3 separate regions of the Mus musculus genome follow, and regions 1 and 3 are each linked to region 2. A link is a contact called in public HiChIP or PLAC-seq and Micro-C data. All regions are on one chromosome and are shown on one strand. Each heading gives the region's core, a stretch centred on a gene start, on an enhancer-like site or on the middle of the called end of the contact. The rest is flanking DNA. Distances are from core to core; before and after follow the strand shown.

What was found. Hi-C and Micro-C count contacts between places; a contact is called where the count stands out from the background. HiChIP or PLAC-seq counts read pairs in DNA pulled down with a chosen protein or histone mark.
Region 1: a contact with region 2 is called in a BATF HiChIP or PLAC-seq map of CD8 T cells, with 5 read pairs. The contact joins two enhancer-like sites. A contact is called at or near these places in 2 of 15 datasets of contacts at CTCF or cohesin (large pre-B cells and pro-B cells), 6 of 484 Hi-C or Micro-C datasets (bone marrow-derived macrophages, cortical neurons, nephron progenitors and 2 more), 9 of 115 datasets of contacts at active chromatin or transcription factors (the 230-238 cell line, CD8 T cells, effector CD8 T cells and 6 more) and 1 of 9 other capture datasets (embryonic stem cells).
Region 3: a contact with region 2 is called in a Micro-C map of the G1E-ER4 cell line. The contact joins the promoter of Npepl1 here to the enhancer-like site in region 2. A contact is called at or near these places in 5 of 484 Hi-C or Micro-C datasets (the G1E-ER4 cell line, the HL-1 cell line and embryonic stem cells) and 2 of 115 datasets of contacts at active chromatin or transcription factors (memory CD8 T cells and pancreatic cancer cells).

Annotation. Positions count from the first base shown.
Region 1 is chr2:174,515,916-174,519,139 of GRCm38.p6, forward strand. No RefSeq gene overlaps it. Among named protein-coding and RNA genes, the nearest start is that of Gm52540, 39 kb to the left of the region's middle. Within about 2 kb of position 1,341, at least 34 of the 459 cell types and tissues checked have an H3K27ac peak or open chromatin away from gene starts, as enhancers often do. A contact at or near this core is called in CD8 T cells, where this site is marked.
Region 2 is chr2:174,332,357-174,335,407 of GRCm38.p6, forward strand. It overlaps Gnas (GNAS (guanine nucleotide binding protein, alpha stimulating) complex locus), which reads left to right. Exons shown (of 12, transcript NM_010309.4): 2 at 1,856-1,928. Among named protein-coding and RNA genes, the nearest start is that of Gm30189, 6.5 kb to the left of the region's middle. Within about 2 kb of position 1,320, at least 45 of the 459 cell types and tissues checked have an H3K27ac peak or open chromatin away from gene starts, as enhancers often do. A contact at or near this core is called in CD8 T cells and the G1E-ER4 cell line, where this site is marked.
Region 3 is chr2:174,109,047-174,112,282 of GRCm38.p6, forward strand. Npepl1 (aminopeptidase-like 1) reads left to right here and starts at 1,305. Exons shown (of 12, transcript NM_213733.2): 1 at 1,305-1,526; 2 at 2,031-2,216; 3 at 2,568-2,738. The coding sequence starts at 1,377.

The sequences.
Region 1 (3,224 bases), core at 91-2,590, 180 kb after region 2:
ATCTTATATAACCCTCCATTTTCTTGACTGGTACATCCTGAGTCCCTACTGTGTGCCATGAGATTACTGAACATTGTGAAAGATGACCTGTGGCTTTGTGGGCTTCTTCTTCCAGTAGGAAAGGCAGAGTCTTTATCCTAAAAGCCCTGGCAAGACTGAATGGCAGAGAGAGAGAGAGAGAGAGAGAGAGAGAGAGAGAGAGAGAGAGAGAGAGAGAGAGAGAGAGGCACTGAGCACAGTGGTATTCTTACCTAGGTTGTCTGCCTGCTGAGGATGTAAAGGGAGGAGGGATCTCACCTGGGTTGAGCAGTAAGACTTTCTCAGGAGGATGGACTGATGGACTGGCATCCACAGAAGCAGAGAATGTCTGTGCCTCTGCTAACCCCCTAGCTTCCCTTCTCCTGAAGTTGGGGGATGAAGTTGGGTTTAGAGTCTGGTGAGGATGTGGACTCAAGGCAGTGATGACGAAAAGACCACTGTGTGTCTCAGAATGTGTGCATAAAATATGTGGTCCTGAGCTTATTTGCATGGCTGTATGCACAGGCATGGGGTACCCAGAACTCCTCTGGGAGGTCTCAAATCTTCTTGCTGTTTGTGTGTTCTGTAAGTTAGTTTATAATGTGAATGTCACTCCTTTAGGTGGGGTGCAGCACACAACTTGAACATCCGCACAAAGCTTCCACACAGAACACCTCCACTGAGCTAGAGCAAAGTTGTGTGTGTCACAAGTGGAGGGAAACAGCGTGCGTCGCCCTGCTTCTCCTTAATTAGATGTCTGATTTCCCTAGCGATGTTAAATGTCAAAGGCAGTCTCAGCGTGTCCTGTTGCTCTTTAAGCCCCAAGTAAGGGCAGATGATTAATGAATATTCCAGAGTCACTGTGAATGCATAAAGAGTGGTACCCATATAGCCTCTGTTTGGATGGTCTGCTGCTGTTGAATGTCATTATCCTTCCTAAAGAGCTTTACTGTGGGTAGCTCATGGTTGTTATCCTCCTGCCTCAGCCTCTCTACTGCTGAGGCGGCAGGTATGGGCCACCACAACAGCCCCATTTATTTATTTTAAAACGAAATCTGGAACCTGGAGCCAGGGCTTCTAGGAGAAGCAGTGGGGTGGGACAGTGAGGTTCACTGGGTGTTCCTAGGAACTTCTGAGTAAGATTCGGAAGTCAGGGCACAAATCCTTCATTTATTCTTGTGTGTCCGGGAATGTGAAAGGCAGCCTCCAGTGTTGCTTCTCAGGCAAAGCTCTTCTCCACCACGCCCCTTGCCTGCCCCCAGCTGCTTGTTTGCTTTTTGAAACAACGTCTAGGTCATTGGCCTGGATTGAGTTAGGCTGGCTCCTGAGCAAGCTCCAAAGGCCTCCTCAGCACTGACACTGCAAAGTCAGCAACTGAGTTCCTACCAGCAGGCCTGGCTTTGCTATGTGGGTTTGTGGGTGGAGCTGAGGTTCTCCTGCTTATGTGGGAGGCAAGTTTCTAACTGACTTATCACCCCAGCCTCTGGTTGACTCTCCCAAGACTCAAAGGATGTAAGTCTCAGCAGATCACTACCCTAGACTAGAAAATGCCATGTTTTCTGACAGTCTAGAGAAATGTGGCCGCTCAAGGCATGTCTTGTCCATAGAGTGTGCTTTGTTCAGTCAGAGTACCATTTCCACAGGTCAGTAGTGATGTCAGATGGGACCCTGGCCTCCGAGGGACTTCCCCTGAGCTTGTCTTCACTGAACTGTGGTCCACAGGAGACAAGTCAACTCCAATAGCCAGTCTTAGAGCTTCATGGTAACTTAGTTTTAGGCAGCAGTGCCAAATCTTTGCTAAATCTGAATTTCGAATTTATTCTCCATCAGTAGACACAGTCAGCTACAAACTGAAATTTTATATTTCAACTTTAAGCTAAGGTATATACCTGCCAATTGAGAGTTAACAAACAAATTGACAACAACAGGAAGGAGATCTGATGAACTGAAACAGGAACCAACGAGTCATAGACCCACCAAAAGTGCTCAAATACTGTCCTTCAAAGTGGGTAAGGGCTGCAGGAACAGACAGTGTGGACCCCAGTGTACAGCTGGGTCCCTCCCGGGGACTCCTGCCTGCCTGCCTGTGCATCTGCTGTTAGCATACTGGACTCTCGTCACTGTGGTGAACAATTTTTCAGTGCATCTTTTTCTTGGAGCCTGCATTAGTTATTTTGTTTCTTTGTGAGAGAAAACCTGTCAGGAGCAACTTGCAGGAGGAAAGGTTTGCTGGGGCTGACTGGATCATGCTGTGAAGAGGTGGCGGCTGGGCCAGCTCTGTCTTTGGAGCTTGTGGAACATCATGTCCACATTCTGGCTGTTCAGAAAGCTTGAAACCTATCTTGGCTTTATGTGAAATGATAGCATCTTAAGCAATTATGCTACCAAATGGAAAATTGCATAAAACACAACACAAAATACTAGAATCCTCAAACACTACAAAACCCTAACCTGCAAAGATGAGAGTATTCTTTACTTTAATAGTGATGAGACTGTTTCGGAAATAAGACAGGAAATTAGCGATTAAGCAGATTAAGATTAGCTAGGCCCCCTTTGGCTGAGACTGATGATGTCAGTCTTGTTGTTACATCATTTCTAGATGGTGTCTCCACTCTGCACATCTCAAGATCAAGACGAGCTCTGCCCTGAGGAAATCTTGCCTCCAGGTATGGTCATACCCAAAAGTGGGAATTCAAAATCTCCTTGTTTGCCTAAACCAAGTCAGCAGACAGCCATGATTTTTCTATTCTTGCTACGATGCTTGTCTAAATGATGCATCGAGCTGGACGTCTCCCCTGAATTATTTCCCATTTTCTTGTAGTTTTCAAGAGGTTAAATTAATCTTATTTTATTTTTTTGTGCTGCTAAGGTTTGAACCCAGGGTCTTGACAAGCAGTAGGGAAACCATGCACCGCTGGGACACATTCCTATCCTTTTCCAAATATTTTATTTTGAGACAGAGCCTTCCTAAGTAGCTGAAGCTGGCTACAAACTTGCATCCTTGTGGATGCAGTCTTCTGAGAGTCAGCCACTCGGATACTTCCAGATAAACCCGACAATTATGTATTTCTTGGGAGTAGATAAATAATCCTTTCTTTTAAGGTAAAGGCTTGGGACCAACAAGATGGCTCAGCATGTAAAGGTGCCACCATGTCTGATGGCCTGAATTTGATGCCTGGGACCCACATGATGGAAGGAGAGAACCA
Region 2 (3,051 bases), core at 70-2,569:
TCAAATGTCCCCACTTATTTGAGACTGCAGTTCTGAGCCCACCTTGCCTCCTTTCAAGTCTCTGGTCTACATGGCTGCATTGTGCCACAATTAATTGATGACCTTTGGCACAGAAATCTGTTGCCCTGGCTATTGGCGACATTTTACATTTCTTAAAAATGAAATAATTACCCACAAAGGAAACTTAATACCCCCAACTTCCTTTTCTTTAACCCATTTTAACTTCTATCAGGTAAATTAAGTAAATTTGCAGAACCACAAAACAAACAAAAGCCTGGCAGTTATTTTTCAGCCCAGTTTTCTATTCTTACAAAAGTGGAAACTGAGGCACGGATCTAGTTCTGTCTCTGAAAAAAACCTGGTGTCACAAATGTTCCCATTTCTGAGGGTGGAGTGCTGAGGGACCTGATGAGTCCTCTGTTTCCTTCATGGAAGCCTCCCAATATTGCCTTTTATATTTAATTTATGAGAATTTTGCTCATTAGGATGGTGTTTGCTTTGAAATCAATGCTGCTGTGGAAACCAATTTTAACTTTTACAAATCTTGCTTATGGACTTGTGGAGGGGTGGAAAAGAGGAGGGGTGAAGAAATGGAGGGGTGGAGAATTTCGGGGAGGGGGAGTGTTGAACTGAATAGGGTGGGGGAGTGAATGCCTTTCTATCTGGGCACCAAAACAGAAACAATATGGAGAAAAAGAACAAGATTTTTTTAAAAATTAGATTGTTGTGGGAGGAGGGGAAAAACCATTCCCACAGGGAATACGGGCTGAAGAGTACATTTGCAGAAACTTGGTGGAAATGGGGTGGGGCTGGAGGGTCCTCCAAATACTACCTATGAAAGAAAGAAAGAAAGAAAGAAAGAAAGAAAGAAAGAAAGAAAGAAAGGTGATTTAAAATGGAGGCCTGTGTTCCTATTTACTTCCTTAGTTGGGGAAAGCCTAGAATCTTCTTATTCAGGACCTTCCAGGAATATTTGTGCATATAATTAAAGTCTTATCCTTTTTTTTTTTTAAACTCTTGGTACTGTTGAAGTTGCATGTTGCCTGATGCTCATGAGGTCTCAAGTGCCATGTTTGATAACGAAATGTGTTTATTTTTTGTTTTTTGCTTTTTTTTTTTTTGCTCCCCCGCCCCCCGCTCCCGCCCCTCTGCTGCTGACAGATAATTGATGGTCTACCATTTCCCTCTGCAACATGGTGGTTGTATCCAGAGAAAAATGTATCTTTAGAAAGATTCCTTTTGCAGGGGAAGGGAGTGGATACAGTGGATACAGTGTAGCCCTGTGGTTTTAGGGTGGACCTGAAGCATGCTTGAGAGCAGCTGCATTGTGGCGTTGGGAGGGAGGTGCTGCAGCGGGGCGTGATAGTGGGAGACTGCAGTGTCTAGGCATTGTCTGCCATTCCTAAGTATTTTAACCATAAAATGACTAACAAACAGGAAATTAGGTGGCTGCTGCATAGAGTACCTTTGACCACATTTCAATACTAAATTCACAGTTTTGACTTAAAATTTTCACCCTTCCAGTGACAATTACGTCATTCCTTCATCGCCTCATGAGTTTAAAAAACCCAAAGAGAAAACAAAACAACAACAACAAAACTCAAAAGGGAAAAAAAAAGCTATTTAAAAACAGCAGAGCCCTTAATTCTTGCTTGTTACTCTATGGTGAGATACTTCAGGTAGATGCTATGTTGGATGTGTCTGTTGTTTTTCACTGCGTCGTCATGTGAAGGAGGTTTGCAGTTGTGTCATTGTGTGTCTGTTGTGTGCTGCTTCTGCTGCTTTCCAAGGCCATCATCCAGGTGAAGTGTGACAAGCCTGTTTCTTAACCCACGCCCTCACTTTCCTTTCTCAGGTGCTGGAGAGTCTGGCAAAAGCACCATTGTGAAGCAGATGAGGATCCTGCATGTTAATGGGTTTAACGGAGAGTAAGTGTCAAATCTGAGCAGGGCACTGAGCAGGACAGGTGGTATGGACCTGGCCTGCAGGAGACAGGACGTTTGAAGGAGTGTATACTAACCTCTAGAAAGCACAGCTGCTAATTGCCACTAATCATTTTTTTCTAATTTGCATATTAGACAGCCCAAGAAAGAGCTGATGGGTGCACCCCCACACCCTTCTCAACCTTTGGGGCAACAAATAGGAATAAGAGTAGAAGCACCGGTGTCCACCCAAAGCAGCCCCTCGCGCTGGAACATGGTGCCTGGTTGCAGAGGACAGTGAACAGCACTTGGCCGGGTGACAGCGTCTCTGAGGCCAGGTCCTCTGCGGCCGCAGCCTCGCCTGCTGCAGTGCAGCTCCAACATGGCCGACGGGCCTTGGCCACCCCTTGGCCAGCCAGAGCTGGCCAGCACAGGAGGTTCCCACCCACCACCCTGCAGGTTTCACTGGAGTCAACTGGTGTAGGGTTTTGTACTCTCAGGAAAACATCTTTTCAGTTACATCTTCACTTAAAAATTGGAATCCACAACCCTTGCCGACAGGCTCTAAGCTTCCGAGTCCCTCCCTGCTTCAGAATTGGTGGGATAGGCAGAGACTTATTTCTCTAATTAAAAAAAAAAATCAATACTTCTACCTGAACAACTGAAAAGGAGGTATGAAAATGGCGCAGAGACAGGGAGTTAGCTACTTCTGCCCAATCCAGGAGCTGTTTTGCCTTTGAAATGACCTTCCTGGCTTAAGACAATATGGCGAGGCAATACCACAGTGAGAGTGACGATTTTTCTTAAAAAGAGACAGATACATGGCAAGCAAGGGGTCCTGCCTTCCATGAAGAATGCAGACCGAGGAGACAGCCAATCAGTAAGGAATTGGCCTTTCCCCTTGGCCCCCGTTGTTCTCAGTGCTGATAAGAAACAGCAAGGGTCAGGGACTTAGCTGACCCTAGCGAGGGGGACCAGCTTCTGTCCCCTACCATGCACCGAGTGCTGGGGAGACAAAATTGAGCAGCACCTTTCAGGGTACCACAAGCGAATGTTCATGGAAACTTCTAGAATTTGTTAGTTTAACTAATCCGGTTTAAAAAACAAGATGACATCAGCCACATGAAAG
Region 3 (3,236 bases), core at 55-2,554, 220 kb before region 2:
CGGGATAGAACACTTAGTACCCTTTACAAAATGTGTGAAAACATGCAGTTGCTGTAAAAACTCTTTTTCGAGAAAATAAGATCCAATTAGTGTTGACTTCTGCGTCAGGAAAGCCAGAGTTTCAAAGGAATCCCCTCTGCTCATTCAGCTACTGCCGTCTTCAGGGCTGGCCTGCTCTGGGCTGTTTGATGGAACCTCCAAAGCTGAAGAAATCCATACCATAGATGGCTTGTAGGTGGGGACATAAGGTGGGTGGTGCCTGCAGGGTCAGTGGAATGGAGAGCTATGTGATGAAACTGGCTTTGGTAGGGTTTTTTTTTTTTTTTTAATGTTTTATTTAATTCATTCTCTCTCTCTCTCTCTCTCTCTCTCTCTCTCTCTCTCTCTCTCTCTCTCTCTGTGTGTGTGTGTGTGTGTGTGTGTTTAAGTCGGTGTGAGTGGGTACCTCTTAGTCAACCTCTTAGTCAATGGACACATTTTGGATACTGGTTTGCACCTTCCAGATACGGGACTAGAACTCTGGTCCTCAGGCGCTGCAATAAGTGTCTTTTCTCGCTCAGCCATCTTGTTTTGCTAGTTTTAAAGGCTGATAACAGAGAAGAAATGTAGATTAAAAGTGACATATAAGACTGGAGGTCACAGCCGGGCGTGGTGGCGCACCCCTTTAATCCCACTTGGGAGGCAGAGGCAGGAGAATTTCTAAGTTTGAGGCCAGCCTGGTCTACAGAGTGAGTTCCAGGACAGCCAGGGCTACACAGAGAAACCCTGTCTTGAAAAAAAAAAAAGGAAGAAGACTGGAGGTCACTGAGCTCTAGCCCCAGGCCTGGAGTTGTCAAAACCTGGGCAGTGTAGGGTAGCAGCTGACTCCTTTCAAATGACTTCCTATAAGCTCCCAACACTGCTGTCTTTTCCTCTCCAACACAGGTGACAAAGTGCAGAGGCAGCTTGCGCCCACTGCTGAATGGTGACCTTTCTGGCGAGCGTTAGGCCGAGGAGGCGGCCTACGCGGAATAAAGGGGGGATCCGAGTGCCTAATTGTCAGGCCACTGCAGTAGCCACGGCTGTCCCTGGCAAGTGAGGCTTCCTCGAGTCCAGGAACCTACTGCCAGCCGGGCCAGGGCAGTAGCCAGAGCTGGAGCGCTTCCAGGGGCTCGCGCGCCACTTGCCCCCCAACGGAGGCCCGGAAGGCGCAGTACGGCCCGCGCCCCGCCTCCGCCGGCGCCCCCTCGCGCCCCGGGTGGGCCCTGCAGGGCGGCGCGGCCCGGAGGCGGCGGGGAAGGCGGGGCGCCGAGGCCGGGCGGGCCGGGGCGGCGCCGAGCCGGGCCGGAGCAGGGCGCAGGGTGCTGGGCGGCCCGGCCGGGGTCGTGGGGGGGAAGATGGCGAGCGTGGGGCTGCAGTTCCAGGCCAGCGCCGGGGACGCGGACCCCCAGAGCCGGCCCCTGCTGCTGTTGGGCCAGCTGCAACACCTGCACCGCGTGCCCTGGAGCCACGTCCGCGGGAAGCTGCAGCCCCGGGTCACCGAGGAGGTGAGCGGGCCGCGGCCGCCATGCGCCTGCCAAGCCCAGGCCCTGGGCCACGGGCCCCGCCTCGCCCGCGCGCCCCGCCGGGCCCAGGGCGCAGGCCCGCGACAGGCCTAGCCGTCTGTCCCCAAGGCCCTGGCTGCAGCGAGGCCCGGCCTGTGTCGCCGGCCTGCCCGGGCCGAGCCACCTGCTTCCGCGCCTCTGGGCCGGGCCCTGCAGAAGGCCCAGTGGCGGCTTTCCGCGTGGCCTCTGGCCTCGAGACCCGCTTCCATGGCCACTAGCCAGGGCCCAGGAGCCGGGCCTCCAAGTGTTTGAAGCAGAGGGTCCCCAGACAGGCCTTGCCAGCGCGAGGCGCAGTCCCACGAGGGTGGTAGGGTACCAGAGAGCCACACATGCCTGGTGGCAGCGGCTAGGGTGCCTTAGACAAGCAGGCGTGGCCCGCAGGGCGCATCTAGCCACACAGCACACGTGTTGAAGCCCGGTCCGTCTCATATCTCCTTTCTAATCCAGCTCTGGCAGGCAGCTCTGGCCACGCTCAACCCCAACCCCACAGACAGCTGTCCTCTCTACCTGAACTGCGCCACAGTGGCAGCTCTGCCTTCTAGGGTGAGCCGGCATAACAGCCCGTCCGCAGCCCACTTCATCACCAGGCTCGTGAGAACCTGCCTGCCTCCTGGAACCCACCGGTGTATCCTGGTGAGTGCTGGGCCGGTGAGTGTACCCCAGCCCGTGGCCCACCTCAAGCACAGCAGGCTGGCCCGTGTGATCTCCCATTCTAACCCTTCAACCACCGAGTGATTTACACCGGATCGGTTTGCGTGACAAATCAGAGATGCCAGCCTAGATTTATTGAGGCCTGGGCTTATGTCTGTGCCCTGCTCATCTGTCTGGGAAAGAGTGGACAACATCTGGTGGCAGACATTTTTCTCACGCAGCCTCAGGTTACTGGGGGGGCACAGCCGTCTGGGTTTGTAGAGCTGCTATTGGGAGAGTCCTGGTGGTGTCCCTTTGTGGCTTCAGCCCCACCTTGCTTCTCTCTCACTACAGATGGTCTGCGAACAGACTGAGGTTTTTGCCTCTGCCTGTGCCTTGGCACGGGCCTTCCCACTCTTCACACACCGCTCAGGGGCATCCCGGCGCGCAGAGAAGAGGACAGTCATGGTGGAGTTCTTCCTGGTGGGACAAGACAATGGCCCAGTGGAAGTGTCCACCTTGCAAGTGGGTATCTAGAGGCAACATGCCTTCTGGGAGCACAGGTGGAGAGCTCTTCTCTTCTCTCCCCCTGGGAAGAGCTACAGTGCTTTTCGGGAATCCCAAAAAAGGGTCTTGGGTTGTATTTTCAGGTCTCCGTTTGGTGCAGCTGTGATTTGATTATGCATAGTTGTCCCCTTAAGTGGGGAGCACTTTTGTGTGTGACAGTGGGAGCACCTTTACGTGTTAGGTGGGGAGCACCTTTATGTGTTTCGTCTCACTGGAGCCTCAGAGGAAACTCAGGCAGGCTGAAAACCACTGCCAGCCTGTCAGGCAAGGGAGGTGCCTGACCTAGGTTGCCTTCCGTTGCCTTGACCCGGCTTCCACCCAGCAGCCAGAGGCCAACTTGTCCCTCCACTTTGGCTTCAGGAAGGCTGTTGCTTGAGCCTCAAGCAAGCACCCTACTTGAGGGCTTTGCCCTCTGTCTCCCTGATACAGTTAAAAGGGGGCGGTCCTCCATGTCTG